Regions from separate parts of the Sus scrofa genome. Here regions 1, 3 and 4 are each linked to region 2. The links are chromatin contacts, called in public Hi-C maps. All regions are on one chromosome and are shown on one strand. Each heading gives the region's core, a stretch centred on a gene start, on an enhancer-like site or on the middle of the called end of the contact. The rest is flanking DNA. Distances are from core to core; before and after follow the strand shown. Region 1 overlaps C5H12orf75 (overexpressed in colon carcinoma 1 protein). Region 2 holds the start of CCNT1 (cyclin-T1). Region 3 holds the start of CACNB3 (voltage-dependent L-type calcium channel subunit beta-3). Region 4 has its middle 48 kb from the start of C5H12orf75.

Region 1 (3,658 bases), core at 760-3,259, 83 kb before region 2:
GCCCTGAGCAAGAAGTTGGCTCATTAAAAATCAGTCTTGCCTCTGGTCTACCAGGGGCTGGATCCTCAGGATGACAGTAATGCTGATGGTGGCCCTGACTATTCTAGCAGAGCTACCATTCACTTCATATTTAACCCTAACAAGAACCCCTCAAGATAAGCATGAGTTCCATTTTACAGATTACAAAATGAAGGCTACGAAGAGGAAGTAATTTGCCCAGCTAGGAAGTAAAAACAGTCTCAATTCAATCCAAGTGGTCTGCTTCCAGAGAGAACAGGCTATGCCAGAGGACAGAGCATTCCTGATCACGGAGTATTCCAAAGAGGTGGGCTGTCATTCAGCAAGATTGAAAGACAGTGGGGACCCAAGCACCATGTGTAATTTTGGACCAGGTGAACTCAAACTCTTTGCCTGTATGGAAATGCAGGTCAGCAACCTTTAGAGACTGGTACCCAGAGGGTAGTTAATAAATGGAAGCTATCTTTTCTTCTGTCCTGGTTCTTGTTCTCTCGGAGTTACTTCTAAGATCTTCCTGAGGTTCACAGTGCTTCATCTTTTGGGCAGTGGGTTCTTTTGTCCATGATGAACATGTTTTATAACACCTTAACCTGGAAATTCGGTCTATGACTTGATTCTTTCTGCAGAACTGCATCTCTGCACATGGACCACTGGCTCCACTGCAGCTTTGGTACTGACATTTTTTTCCTCTGTATATTAACTACCCCCTGGCTACTGCCAAACATTTAATATCGATCCTAATCTAATTCCCAGCCTCTCTAGTCTGCTTATCTGTCACTTCCAAGGTCCTAACCCCACAAAGATTTTGACAAGGAAGAATGAAACCTTGGTTATTCATTATTTATGGGCTGTGCCCATGGCATGTAAAAGGGCCAGGGATAGAACCCAAGCCACGGCAATGACAACACTGAGCCCTTAACTGCTAGGCCACCAGGGAACTCTGAAAGCTTAGTATTTTAGTCAAACGCTTAGCTTGTTCTTACCAAATGAATTAAGTTGCATGGGGGCGGGGAGCTGGGGGGAAAAAAAGCTGCAAAGAAAACTGATTTAATCATAAAGAGCTCTTTACAATAAAACATGTGGGTTCCACAGATTTAAGAAGATAAGACCCCTTGTTAATCTTGAGGCTCAAAATTTCTTAGAAATACGGAGCATTGTAATAGCTACAATTCATTCATCAAGGCTAAATACATAGAATTATTTACAAAAACATACAGTACCTCTTGCTGATTGAGTCATGATATTTTCTTCTAATCTTAAAGAGAAAATGAAGAAAAGTTCAGTTATAAAGAACCTAATTCTAGTTTCCCATAAAGCTACAAATAGTTGTGACATGGATGTCCTTGCGAGTCTAAATCATCAACCAGAAAAAGAGAATGAGGAAAAATAATATGTTAAAATAATACAAGGCTTGTGTACAAATTAAACATTAACAGCTCTTGAAAGCTATGTATCAGTGTACAGTGATGAGTAAATCGGCATTCTTTTACCACGAGCCACACTTAAAAACTTTTATTCAAGCAAGAAGGTTGCAATCGTACTTATTTCAAAAGGACTTCATAATTACTAATAAAACCCAGAAAGGAGCCTTACGTCATTTCATTACCCAATAAGCAGTTATTCTATTTACCAGATGACTTATCAGTCCCATTTATCATCTATGGCAGGAGTTTACCTCTGTTCTACCACAATTGCCTAAACTTAAAAAAACGTGTGCTTTCGTTTCCACACAGATCATCACTGAAAGGAACAATCTGTGCAGGACAGGGATCGCCTGCTCTGTCCTGTCCACCTTGGGGAGCTGTTCCTATGGCCTTTTCTCGCCCCTCCAGTCCCCTCCCCTTCCCCCACTTCCCCTCTTGCTCTTCTTGTATAACTAGTCATTCATTTCTCAAGAGTCTTCCCTGGGGATCCACGGAACATAACCATGAACAGTGAGTTGTTCAATTTTGCTCTGGAATTACTTGCATCATGTGGGTGGCGATTTTGACAATGATCACAATGAGCAAATACAGCTCTTAAACACGGCCCACTGTGACTCGGTGCTATGTAGGGGGAGCAGGAAAGCTGAAATAACAATTTTACTTTTTTTCACAAAACAAAAAAAAATCATATGGTTTTACTTACTTTTTCGTACCGTCTTTGTTTGGCTGGATACCATATTGACGGCTTCAGATGGTAGACCAACATACACCCCTCCGTAGTTTCTTAAGGAAAAGAAGCAGAGAAAAATCAGGCCAAACTACATGGTGTACTATCCACCTGTAGAAAATTATGAATGCATGAAAGCATGGAGTCCTTCGAACAATGACGGAACTTTTAAAATAACTCATGACTTTTCAAAAGTCGAATTAAGAATATTATTGTCCTTGGAGACAGAACTTTTTCTGTGCTCAAAAAAAGCTATATATTAAAAAAGCTGTATAGTAGAATTTTTTAGATATTTTGCCTGCAGTGGGAAAGAAGAAGGTGGGATTGTTACGATTTTGTAGAGTAAGGAGTATCAGTACGGTGACATGTTACAGTTGATCAGTCAACAGTTATGAAGAATTCAGAGTGGTCAACTCGGGAACAGGTGTTACGGACAGGGTCATTTTACCTACAGGTAGATACAAAGTGAGGAGAGAGTGAGAGTGGAGTGCAGTGGCTCAGAGGATGGGAGGACAGAGAAGGCAGCGGGAATGAAGGGAGGTCCTCCAATTTGGGAGCACAGCCAGAGGCCACAGGGTGGAAACTAGCCCAGGCCGTGTGCACAGGACAACCCAAGCGTGCTCGAAAGAAGCCCATGATTAGGAACCCTGGGTGAGTTCTTGATCAGATCACATGCTCCTACCTGTTACTCTCTGTGCCAAAAGTTTTCTTGGTAGGATCTGTATTATTGGCAATGGGCTAGAGCGGTTGATTAAACCCATGAGTTAAACGAATTCATGTTACATTAAATCCATCAGGTGTGGCCAAAATTATTCAAATTTAAAGCAGCCTCAATACCAAACATACCTCCTCTTGTCATCTTCTGCTATCGAGTCTTCTGTTCTGAAAGGTCAAAAACATTTTATGAGCCGTCTGGTTACAAAGACTTCATTTTTGGCTCTGAGAAGAAGGGAACTGATGAGTTAAAGGCAATTTTGTTCAAGTTCTTCCACCCAGTATTTTGGTAACACAGTATTCTGACTCTACCTCAATCATCCATACACTAAAAACTGGCAATGTTCTACTTACCGAAAAGTGCAAGTGCCAACAAGCCTAATTGCTAAACAAAATGAAAAACTTGAGGGGAGCCAAGATTAGAAAGAGCACCATTAGGCATCACGAAGCCTGGGTTTTGTCTTGGCTGTGCCACCTGCCTCCTGTGTGATGGACAGGCTGTGGGCAAATTGTCTGCCGATATCCATCTGTAAAATAAGGGGGTCGACCAGATGACTCAAGGTCCCTTCTAGTCTTAACACACGATGATTCAGTGTCTCATGTCAGCTCAGTGGCACAACTTTAGTTATGAAAGATTTATCTGGTGCAGAAAGGGTTAAATCAATTTAACCTTTAAAAAAAAAAAAAAAACATTTTAGGGAGTTCCCGCTATGGCACAGTGGGTTAGTGATCCAGCTTGTCTCTGGGAGGTGCAGTTCCATCCCCGCCCAGCGTA
Region 2 (3,376 bases), core at 611-3,110:
GCCTAGGCCGCAAGGATACACGTTAAGACGCTGGCCCATGTCCTGGAGCAGATTGGCCGCCTGCTGGCGACAAGAAAGTTCTTCATCTGGGTCCAGGCCAAAACGACGGGATGGGCTATTTTCCAGCTGTTCTCGAGTAAAATACCACCGTTTATTGTTGTTCTTTCTCTCTCCCTCCATAGTGCTTCAACCAGAAGGCAGCGGCGGAGGCTGCAAGCACTTCCCAGCGTCACCTTCTCGGCGACACACATCCGCTGTGCGGGGGCTACTGCGACGTGACGAACTTCCGCTAGGGCGGACGGCTAGGTTGTGACACGCTTCCGTCGGGTGGGTGGGTGCTAGTTAAAGGATCCACTTCCGGAAAGCGCCTCGAGTCGGCCTGTAGCCGAGTTAACAGCCAGCAGGAGACCGGAAAAACCTTGGGCCTAGGACGCAGGCGCCAATCACGTGACCCTTGAGGCACGAGGTGGGGTTAGGAGTTCTCGTTCAAAAAAAAAAAAAAACACGTCTCCTCCCGCGAGAACTGGGTTGAGCCTTCGCGCCCTGAGCGAGGGGGCGGGGCAACGGCTTTGGCTGGGTGAGGTGCCCGCCCACGCGCCGCTCGGCGGTTCCGCGGTGAACTTCGCTCGTGGCGAAGGTGACCGCTTAAGATGGGGCACATCCGCAACTTGACAGATGAAATAAGTGAGACTGTCAAAAGCTGAAAAAAATAATCAGAGAGTAGCCCTATCGTCTATCGTACCATAAAGCAACGGGAAAGCTATTGCATTGTTGATAACAATGTAAATTACCCATTGGAGAAGCCGCTTTACAATATGTAACTAATGCCTTGAAACTCCTAAAGCTTCGACGCGGTGAGCCAATTTAAGGGAATAAGATGGAATTAGTAGTAATAATTTAGTACTAACCACAGTAGTGAATGACTCAAATATACTGTTTAGTTTAACCGGCACAGCGCCAAATATTTTAATCTATGTTTTGCGATCGGGTGAATTTAAACTGCTCCTTCCTTCTGGAAAGCTTCCACTACCACTCTGCGCATGCACAAATTTGTAAATTTCTGCCCTCTATCAAGATGTATCCGGCTCCAACGCTTGAGGGTTGTTCCTTCGTAGACAAGATACTTGTCTGTGCCCCTTGTATAAATGTAAATGGCAACTGTATATACGTTTTAGATTCTGAAAAGGATTAAATGAAGATTTGAGTTAAAAGTACCTGGAGCAGTACCTGGCACATAAAAAAATTCAGTAGATTTTATAATATTTATTATAGCATATTGAAACTGAGGGCAAGGACCATACCAGCCTTTTAAAAAAAACAACAACCCATTTTCATTTTTGTATCCATCTATCACCTCCCTAGTACAGTTCTGGCCCCAGTGGTCAATAAATGTTTGTCAAACAAATGCTCAAAACAACTAACAATAAAAAAATAAAAAATAAAAAATAAATCTCTCTGAAGCTTGGAGAGATTAAGTGGTTTGTCCTACACTACACCATTTATAAGTGTAGATTTTAAAATCAAGTCTAATTCCATTGTTCTCTCCATTCTAGCCGAGTGTACTCCTGCTTTTCGGGAACACTCACCTTGATTAAATTTGGGTAATATTAAAATCTTTTGTCTTTTATAATAAATATTTTGAGTTCTGTCATTTCTAGACAAGGCTGCTCCCACTCAATTTGATTCTAATTCATTCTCAGAAGTATTTTCTTCCATTCTAGGCCCTCCTCTGCCATACACTGCCTACAATTAGCATTTGCTCCATTTTATTCTGGAAAAATTGAGGAAAAAAATACTTGAAGTTACAATATTTTCAAAAATTATGATTTCAAACTTGTTCCGTTGCATGCTTTTTTTTTAATTGAATAAGCACTTTTTTAGTTATGTCATCTTTTATTTCATTTTTTGTCTTTTTGCCTTTTCTGGGGCTGCTCCCGCGGCAGATGGAGGTTCCCAGGCTAGGGGTCTAATCGGAGCTGTAGCTGCCAGCCTTCACCAGAGCCACAGCAACACGGGATCCGAGCCACCTCTGCAGTCTACACCACAGCTCACAGCAATGCCAGATCCTTAACCCACTGAGCAAGACCAGGGACCAAACCCAAAATCTCATGGTTCCTAGTCAGATTCGTTAACCACTGAGCCACGATGGGAACTCCTCCTATGTTGTCTTCTTAATAGCCAAAATTATTTCTCCCAGATTCCCCTCACCTATTTTTCTGACCTGTGTTTGGTTCTCCACTAAATTTCTTAGATTGATGACTCCATTTTGATGCTGTCGTGACTGTGTACCAGTCTTCTGAGAAAAAGACCTAGAAACTATCAGGCTTCACGCAATGCAACTGCTAGCCAATGGCTTGCTACCCTCCAGTACAGAAGAGGGGCACCTGTGTAAATCAGAGAAAAGAAATATTCTTTGACTTAAAATGATTTGAAAGTAGGTAGCAGGGATAACATAATTGCCAAACATGAATTTTTGACCATGCCTTGTTTCAAATCCCCACTATTCTTTTTTTTTAAACTATCTTAACCATTTTCGCGTGTACAGTTCAGTACAGTTCAGTAGTGTCAACTATATTCACAGTGTTATGCAACAGGTATCTACAGCTTTTTATTTTTTTTGCAAAACTGAAACTCTATACCCATTGAACAACTCCCCATTTCCCCCAGCCTGACACCTCCCATTCTCCCATTCTACTTTTTATTTCTTGGAGTTTGACTACTTTATAGACATTTAATATATGCGGAATCATACAGTATTTGTCTTTCTGTGACTGTATTATTTCTCTTAGTGTAATGTCCTAAAAATTCCCAGTTATTCTTTTAACTAATTGTGTGATTCTCTGCGCCCGCACGTGCGTGCGAGCGTTTTGGCGGCACCTGAGGCATATGGAAGTTCCCAGGCCAAGCTGCTTCAGTGACAAGGCCAGATCCTTAACCCCCTGCGCCACAAGAGAACTACTAGCTGTGTGATGGTAAATGTCATCCTGAACAGAACACTATATGGCACCTGGTAGGTCTTCAATACAAAATAATGTGAAAATAATGATAGCCTTCAAATACACTGCCCTTAAAGAACACAGGAATTTTCCTCTCTTTTTTTTTTTTTTTTTTTTTTTTTTTGGTCTTTTGTCTTTTTGTTGTTATTTCTTGGGCCGCTCCTGCGGCATATGGAGGTTCCCAGGCTAGGGGTCGAATCGAAGCTGTAGCCACCGGCCTACGCCAGAGCCACAGCAACGCAGGATCCAAGCCGCGTCTGCAACCTACACCACAGCTCACGGCAACGCCGGATCCTTAACCCACCGAGCAAGGGCAGGGACCGAACCCGCAACCTCATGGTTCCTAGTCGGATTCGTTAACCACTGAGCCACGACGGGAA
Region 3 (3,566 bases), core at 271-2,770, 67 kb after region 2:
AGGGCAGGGTCCGCTGAACGGAGGGAGGGAAGCCTTCCAGGATGCCCAGGGGTGGGAGGGTTGGGGGGGGTGTTCCGGGAACCCCTAGGGGAAAGGAGTTAAAAGAAGGGCCAGGGAGGACAGTGGGACGCCCCCGGTCTGAAAGGGAAGAGTTCTGATGCCGAGGGGGATGTTGGGGACCCGTCATTTCGTTTCAGGGTGAGCCTGTCTCCGCAAGGGGGTCGGCTGATCCTCGCTCCAGCCGCGGTCTTTGGTATGGAGAAGAGTCCCAGCCTGGAGGTGTTTGGGGTGTGGAGGGACCAATGAGAAGCTGATCCGCTCAGAAGGGTGCAGGCAGAGGGCTGGCTGGGGCTACACCCCTTCCCCCGTCAGAACTTGGGCTTGTCCTATTTGACGTGCCCGCCGAAGGGGGCGGGAGGGGGTACTGACCCGAGGAACGGTCCCGCGACTCTGTACTCCCTGCTACCCAGGCCCGGCCGGGACGGTGTCAGGCTCAGCGGGGCGCCCCTGGAGCCGAGGATGGAGGTAGGAGGGGTCTAGGGCCCCCGAAGGGCCAAAGATCTTAAAGGAACCCCACGGGGATGGGAATCAAGTGCAGCCTGGAGTGCAGGGGGCCTGGAGGTGGGAGCGAAGGTCCTGGAAAGAGGAGTGGGAGAGGGGTTCGTCCTAGGCTTCGGCGGAGGTCTGGCTCCGAGTTGCGTCGCCTCCGCTCTGGCCAGGGCAGCGCCTCCTGCTGGCAGGGCCAGACCCCTGCCGGGCAACAAATGGGACCCCGGGACAGGGGCCGCCAACGGGAGGGTTGGTGCGGCCGCCAGCGAGTGAGCCCAGGGGGCGCTGCGGCGGGTCGGGGAGGAGGAGCACCTTGCCTCGGCGGGCCTCGTCTCGCCCGTGGCCTCTGCAGGCCGAGCCCCGCGGCCCCAGGACCCTGGAGAGGGGAGTGACAGTAGACAGTCCCCAGGCGCCGGGGGCATCCCAATTCAATCCTGAAGGAGCCACCGGGTCTGGGCCTGGGACGGGTGGACGGACGTGGCTCCCCCAGGACCCAGAGGGGGCGCTGGACACCGGGGCAAGCGAGCTATGCACGAGCATCCATCCTTGTCGATCCATGCCTCTGCTGAGGATGCGTCGAAGCCGTCGCTGGGACCGCGGCGCCTTTCTTCCTCCGGCGCTGGAGGATGGGCTCCGGGCGCAGGGAGCAGGGGCCGGGAGGGAGCGGAACCTCCGCCTCGGCTCCGGAGTCCCCGCAGCCGTTTAGCTGCTCCCGCCCTTCTGCCTGCGGCTGTAGGAGCTCCCGAGTCCCTACCTTTTCTGGGGAGGGGTTTGAGGAAGAAGCCGGGGTGGGGGTGTCGGAGAAGGACGGCGAGATATCGGATGGAAGGACAGTGGGAGGCACCCAGATAAACAGAACAGAGACTGTAGAAGGAGAAGAGACGGAAATGGAGAGAGAAGGACCGAAAGGCGACAGGGGAGGGAGTGACAGAGGCGGCGAGAAAGGAGGAGAGAGGGAGGGAGGGAGGGAGGGTGGGAAGGAGGGAGGAGGGAAAGGGGAGGGAACCTGGAGAGAGGGAAGAGAGCAGGCGTTGGAGCCGGGCGGGCGTGGGGCGAGGCCAGCGTGCAGGCGGGAGCCAGTGTGCAGAGCAGCGGCCGGGTCCTGCTCCCGCCTCGGAGCCCCTGGCCCGGGGAGGGGGAGAGGCCGCCAGCCCGGTCTATGTCTTTTTCTGACTCCAGTGCAACCTTCCTGCTGAATGAGGTAAACGCGGGGGCCCCGACCCCAGTGGGTAGCAGGAGAGCCCCACTCCCAGCTAGGAAGAGGGCCCGCACGAGGGGGAGACTGCAGGGATGGTGGGGAGGGAGGGAGGGCCAGTAGGTGAGGCTAAGGGTAGAAGGAGGGAGCAGGAAAGGAGGGATCCGCCAGGGCCAGAGCTGGCAGCTTCTAACCACTGGGACTGGGATGGGATGGGTGGACTGCCTGGGGAGCCAGAAAAGGGGCTAGATATGAGGATGGGGGCGGGGGTGGGGTGCCTCTGCTGCAAGCTCCCCTGGTGCCCCTCCCTGGGTTCCCTGGAGCAGCCAGCAGCTAGAATGCTAGAGGCTTTGGCTTTGTCCAGATCTTAAAGACTGCTGGGGAGGACTTCCAAGGGGCCCTAGATCCTGCCTCAGTTTCCCCATTCAGTGTTCAGGGATTGGGATCTGCCCAGCTTCCTGGTGTGCTTATAGGAGAAACTAGAATGTATTCTAGAGGCTCTCAAGAATTCCAACTCCCAAACCTGGTTGTTCGGGCTCTCCCACCCCCATGTCCTGCTTCCATGCCTGGGTACCTGCCTGCTGCCAGTCTAAGGACTCTCAAAGAAAGAGGACAGAAGAAATCCGCTCCTTGAATACTTTTTACCCCCTCACCTCAGCTCGCTCTCGCGCGCGCTCTCTCTCTCTCTCTCTCTCTCTCTCTCTCTCTCTGTGCTCAGCCAGGGAAAAGAAAAGGGGTTAGGGACCACATGGATAAGAGACAGGCATATGTCGTGTTACAGGACAGGAGTCACTAGGCTGGCATGAGAACTAGAGCAGGCAGGTGTCGGTGAGGTATGAACTGGAAGGGGGCAGTGAGTAGCAAATCAGAGAGAAGGGAACAGGGAGAGAGGCTCTGAAGCTCCCCGTAGGACCCAGGGGATTGGACGCAGGTATGAGGAACGTGAACACATCTCCTGGGGGTGGTTGGCATGGCAATTCCTGCTTCTTTGTGGGCAGACTTCGACACCACTGTCCCAGATGAGGATGGAGACAACAAGGTGTGGGAGGAAGGAGGGAGGTTGATGGTAGATCCACTGTTACCTACGGTCCCGAGGACACTCTGGTGGTGGGGAGAGTCCCAAAAGGAGAGGCTAGGAGAGTACACTCAGGGCTGGGGAGAGAAGCGGATGCCCGAGAAGCTGTCTTCTTCATCGGAGTCATCTCCCAGGAGAGAGCACCTTGAGGGTCTTACTCTTTTACATTTCATGCCTCCCTTTGCCCCTCTGGAAGGACAGAAGGGATTGAAGAGACAGAATAAAAGAGGAGATAAATACCAAGGAACTGGGAGAGGGCACAAAGTGAGAAGACAGTGTCTGGGAAGAATCCAACAGAAAACCAGCCCCCAAATGGTGCTGGACTCAGGAGAAGGACCTGGGAAAGCAGACTGCCCCCCTCCCCCCAACAGGGAGCCATGGGGGCTCTAACAAAGTTGTTTGCCAAATCCAGCAGGAGGAAGATGCTGGGCAGGGCTGGACTGCACCACTTACAGGGTGTGGACAGACTAAAGCAGACTAAAGATGTCTTAAGATGAGGCTCCTCTTTTTCTTGCTAAGGGAACGTGAACAAGTGACATAGTGAGAAGCCAGTTGGGGCTTCTTTTTTTGGGGGGCGGGGTCTTCCTCTCTCGCGAAGGCACAATGCTTCCCATCATGGGTCTCATCAACCCTGTCAGAGTTTTGGTTTTCTAATTCCCCGGTAGCCCAGGAAGGTGAAGGCGTGAGCAGATTTCTGATTCACCCCCCTGGGTGTGAGACAGTGGAAAAGGAGAAGGACTGAGCTTC
Region 4 (3,551 bases), core at 214-2,713, 100 kb before region 2:
AGGCTCCCTCTGAAACCTTTTGGGGAAGGATCCCCCACCTCTTCCTGGCTTCTGGTGGTTCCCAGTAGTCTCTGGCATTCCTCAGCTTAGAGATCCATCACACTGATTCTTCTATGTATGGCTACCATCCTTCCCTCTGTGCACCTCTAGCTCTTGGTCCAAATTCCCCCTTTGTAGGGACAAAAACTATATTGGATTAAGGCTCCACCCCCCCTAGTGAGTTCATGTTAATGTGATAACCTCTTTAAAGACCTACTCTCCAATAAAGCCACATTCTGAGGGACTAGGGGGTTAACACTCCAACCTATCTTTTCTTTTTTTGGCCACCCCCCCAAGGCATATGGAGATCTGGGCCAGGGATCCATCTGGGCCCCAGTTGTGACCTATGCTGCAGCTATGGCAATGCTGGATCCTGTAACCCACTTGCCAGGCCAGGGATTGCACCTGCATCCTGGCACTGCAGAGACACCGCGGACCCCACTGCACCACAGGGAGAACTCCTTACCTACTTCTTCTGTGGGATACACAATTCAACCCATACCAACCAGGGAGAGCAGGGGAAGTAGAATTTTACCAGAAATGGACCCAAACACACACACACCAGAAAATTAGAATGTGAAAAAGGTGCCCTTTCTAATCAACGGAGAAAGGCTGGATGACTCAATCCATGATGCTTGAAGCAACCAGATAGCTTCTCTTGTATCCACCACTAAGTTGTACCAATCCTTTTGCACCTGCTACCTGTTCACTCTCGTTCCCGGCTCTAGCCCTTGGGGAGGCTTCACCGTCGTTGGGGTCTATGGCTCTGTTACTCCTCTAAATTTACTCTGTTTTACAAGGACTGGCTCGAGGTGGCTTCTGTAGCTTGCAATGATTTCAGAGGCTGGTGGCCTCCTCACAAGGCTGGTCTTCTCCCAGTGAGACGTTGATAGGTCCTTCATTTTAAAAAAAATTCCCCTCTGTCACCCTCCCTCCTGCCTGTTTCCACCTGGCTCCTCGCCTCCACGTGGAAATAGGCTATTTGAGGCCGATCATTTCCTTCGGGGCTTCCCAGGAGAAGTGATCAGTCAGAACAGAAATGCTCCTTGGAGGATCACTAGGAAGTCGGCAAAGCCAGCTACGATCGCAAGTATTTTAAAACCCAGACATCAAAGTATTTGGATGGGATCCAGGGTTTCCTGCCTCCCTGCAACCTCCTCCTTCCAGAAGAGAATCAAACTGTTGAGGAGGAAGAAAAACTACCTTCACTGGCGCTGCAATTCCCCAAATTGCCCTTGGACTCCTTGCTACAGAAAGGGGCTCCTTGGAAGCTGGCTTATTAAAATATTTGTCTGAACACTGGTGAGATGGAGGGCGGCCCTAAAACCAGACAAAGCAGACTTCTCGCCAGAGGCTTTCTCCTTCCAGGGTTCCTCTTACATGGTCGGGTTTTGCTTTTTTTAAACAGCAATAGCTCCCATCTATTGGGCACTTAGGATGTGGTTTGTATGTGTAAGACTAGCATGGTGAAATGATTCAATTCTCTGCATGGTCCCATAAGGTCAGGGTGGTGGTTGTTTTTTTGTTGTTGGGGTGGGGGCAGGGGGGCACGCAAATGTTCAGTATATGGAAGTTCCCAGGCCAGGAGTAGACATCAGAGCTGTACCTGCCAACCTACCCCAGAGCCACGCTAGATCCCAGCCTCATCTGCCACCTACACCACAGCTCATGGCAACGCTGGAGCCTTAAGCCACTGAGCGAGGCCAGGGATCGAACCCACGTCCTCATGTCCTCATGCATACTAGTGGGTTCACTGCCACGGAGCCACAAGTGGAACTCTGGTCAGTTCTATTTTTCCCATCACACCAGTGAGGAAACTGAGGCTCGAGGCGGTAAACTGCCCAAGGAGCTAACCCGAGCACAGATCTGAACCCAGGACTTGTCTGCCTGGCCCCTGAGCTCTCAACCACAGCTCAGACTCCTAAGCGGAAATGTCTAAAGGGCCAGGAGGGAAGAGAGGCGGGGGCGGCGGTTAAGACGAGGGGAAAGGTGGGCAGAATGGGCAGCCAGAGGGCCTGCCCCCATCTGGAGAGGCTACCACTTTGCAGCAACAGCCAGTCCTACTCCCATGGGAATTGCGGCCCAGTGTGGCCAGATTTTCCATTTTTCTGAAAAAGCTTGAGACTCTTCATAGAAAAGCCAGGTTTCAACTTTTGAACATTGGGAATGGATTTAAATATTTTTACAAAAACATGGCGCAGGCGGAAAAACTAGCATTTACAGCCCACGGCTAGCCGGGAGCTCTTATTCCCCACTCGTGTTTCCCGAGCTCCCATCCTTCCCCTCTGAGGTTCCTGGAAGGAACCGGGCTTGCTCAGCCAATCTCCATCCTTCTGCGGAGCCCAGCGTGCCCTTGGGAAAAGCTTCAAAGAAAGGCAGGGGGCGGGGGGACAGCGTTCATCTAGTCAAGGATAGGACACTCCAAACCCACTTGCTTGCAAGCAGAAACCCATGTGTTCCAGACTTTCATCGGTGGGAGTTTCCTGGGGCTGCAGTACCACATACTGGGTGGCTTCAAACAAAACTGTATTCGCTCACAGTTCTGGAAGCTAGGTGTCCAAAATCGGGGTGTCAGCAGAGCCAGACTTCTGCTGCAGGTTGTAGGGAAGAAGCCTCTCTCTTGCCCCTTCCAGCTTCTGGTGGCTCCTGGCAACCCTTGGCATTCCATGGCTTCCAACTGCATCATTCTCATCTCTGCCTCCGTCTTCACGGGACTTCTCCCTGTGTGACTCTGTGGCTCTGTTTTCCCTTCTTCTAAGAGACCTCGGTGGATGTAGGGCCCGTTTGATCCCATATGACCTCATCTTAATCACGTCGGCAAAGATCCTATTTCCAAACCAGGTCACATTCTGAGGTTCGGAGAGGACATGAATTTGGGGGGTTTTTTAAGAGTGACCTTTTAATCTCCATCTGATTTCCTGTGTCTATCTCTACCTTGGCTCCAATGGACAGAGGACGAAAAAGGCTGTTGCTTCTTTACTTCCTAAAAGTCCAGCAGCCACAGGTAACACGAATGCTGGCTGTTTGCAACCTCGAAAATACACCATAATGAGGCCACTTCTCTCTTGCATACTTTTTTCTCTTCTTCCCTGTCATTTTCTCTTATCTCTTTTTTGCTTTGTAACCACTCTTTGGGGAACCGAGCCTCTGAAAAATACTGCCACGCTGTAGTCAAAAGGCTTTGAGATCGTGAAAACCTGGATTCAAGACCCACGCTGCCACTTACCAGCCCTCGGGGCCTGACCCCTCATGTGTGACCAGTAAATGTATGGACAGAATCTGCTGTCGGACGGGAGGCTTGGAAGCAAGGGCTCTGCTCTCCTGTATCTCGGCTTCCTCATCAGAAACACGGAAGTGATCATAACCATCAGAGAGCCCCGCTGTGCTGGATGAACAATGTTGCACCGCAGAATAAATAGTCCTGCGAGAGCAGAATCAAGGGAGCAAGAACATTGTTGCGTGAATTATTCTGGGAGTAAAGAGAACCCACCATAGTTCACCACAATAGGCAG

What was found. Hi-C and Micro-C count contacts between places; a contact is called where the count stands out from the background.
Region 1: a contact with region 2 is called in a Hi-C map of embryonic fibroblasts, with 2.2 times the contacts expected there. The contact joins the enhancer-like site here to the promoter of CCNT1 in region 2. A contact is called at or near these places in 2 of 5 promoter capture datasets (fetal skeletal muscle and liver), 9 of 47 Hi-C or Micro-C datasets (alveolar macrophages, embryonic fibroblasts, fetal heart ventricle and 4 more) and 1 of 2 datasets of contacts at active chromatin or transcription factors (skeletal muscle).
Region 3: a contact with region 2 is called in a Hi-C map of epiblast stem cells, with 1.9 times the contacts expected there. The contact joins the promoter of CACNB3 here to the promoter of CCNT1 in region 2. A contact is called at or near these places in 2 of 5 promoter capture datasets (both in liver), 2 of 47 Hi-C or Micro-C datasets (epiblast stem cells and fetal liver) and 1 of 2 datasets of contacts at active chromatin or transcription factors (skeletal muscle).
Region 4: a Hi-C map of embryonic fibroblasts shows a contact between it and region 2, with 2.4 times the contacts expected there. The contact joins the enhancer-like site here to the promoter of CCNT1 in region 2. A contact is called at or near these places in 2 of 5 promoter capture datasets (fetal skeletal muscle and liver) and 9 of 47 Hi-C or Micro-C datasets (adipocytes, alveolar macrophages, embryonic fibroblasts and 5 more).

The regions. Positions count from the first base shown.
Region 1 is chr5:14,723,187-14,726,844 of Sscrofa11.1, forward strand. C5H12orf75 (overexpressed in colon carcinoma 1 protein) reads right to left here. Exons shown (of 7, transcript XM_021091585.1): 4 at 3,016-3,051; 5 at 2,146-2,225; 6 at 1,239-1,273. The coding sequence ends at 1,269. Among named protein-coding and RNA genes, the nearest start is that of C5H12orf75, 31 kb to the right of the region's middle. Within about 2 kb of position 2,010, at least 4 of the 83 cell types and tissues checked have an H3K27ac peak or open chromatin away from gene starts, as enhancers often do. A contact at or near this core is called in embryonic fibroblasts, where this site is marked.
Region 2 is chr5:14,806,564-14,809,939 of Sscrofa11.1, forward strand. It overlaps CCNT1 (cyclin-T1), which reads right to left and starts at 1,861. Exons shown (of 10, transcript XM_003481561.4): 1 at 20-1,861. The coding sequence starts at 180.
Region 3 is chr5:14,874,004-14,877,569 of Sscrofa11.1, forward strand. It overlaps CACNB3 (voltage-dependent L-type calcium channel subunit beta-3), which reads left to right and starts at 1,521. Exons shown (of 13, transcript XM_021091589.1): 1 at 1,521-1,750. The coding sequence starts at 1,709.
Region 4 is chr5:14,706,063-14,709,613 of Sscrofa11.1, forward strand. No RefSeq gene overlaps it. Among named protein-coding and RNA genes, the nearest start is that of C5H12orf75, 48 kb to the right of the region's middle. Within about 2 kb of position 1,464, at least 1 of the 83 cell types and tissues checked has an H3K27ac peak or open chromatin away from gene starts, as enhancers often do. A contact at or near this core is called in embryonic fibroblasts, where this site is marked.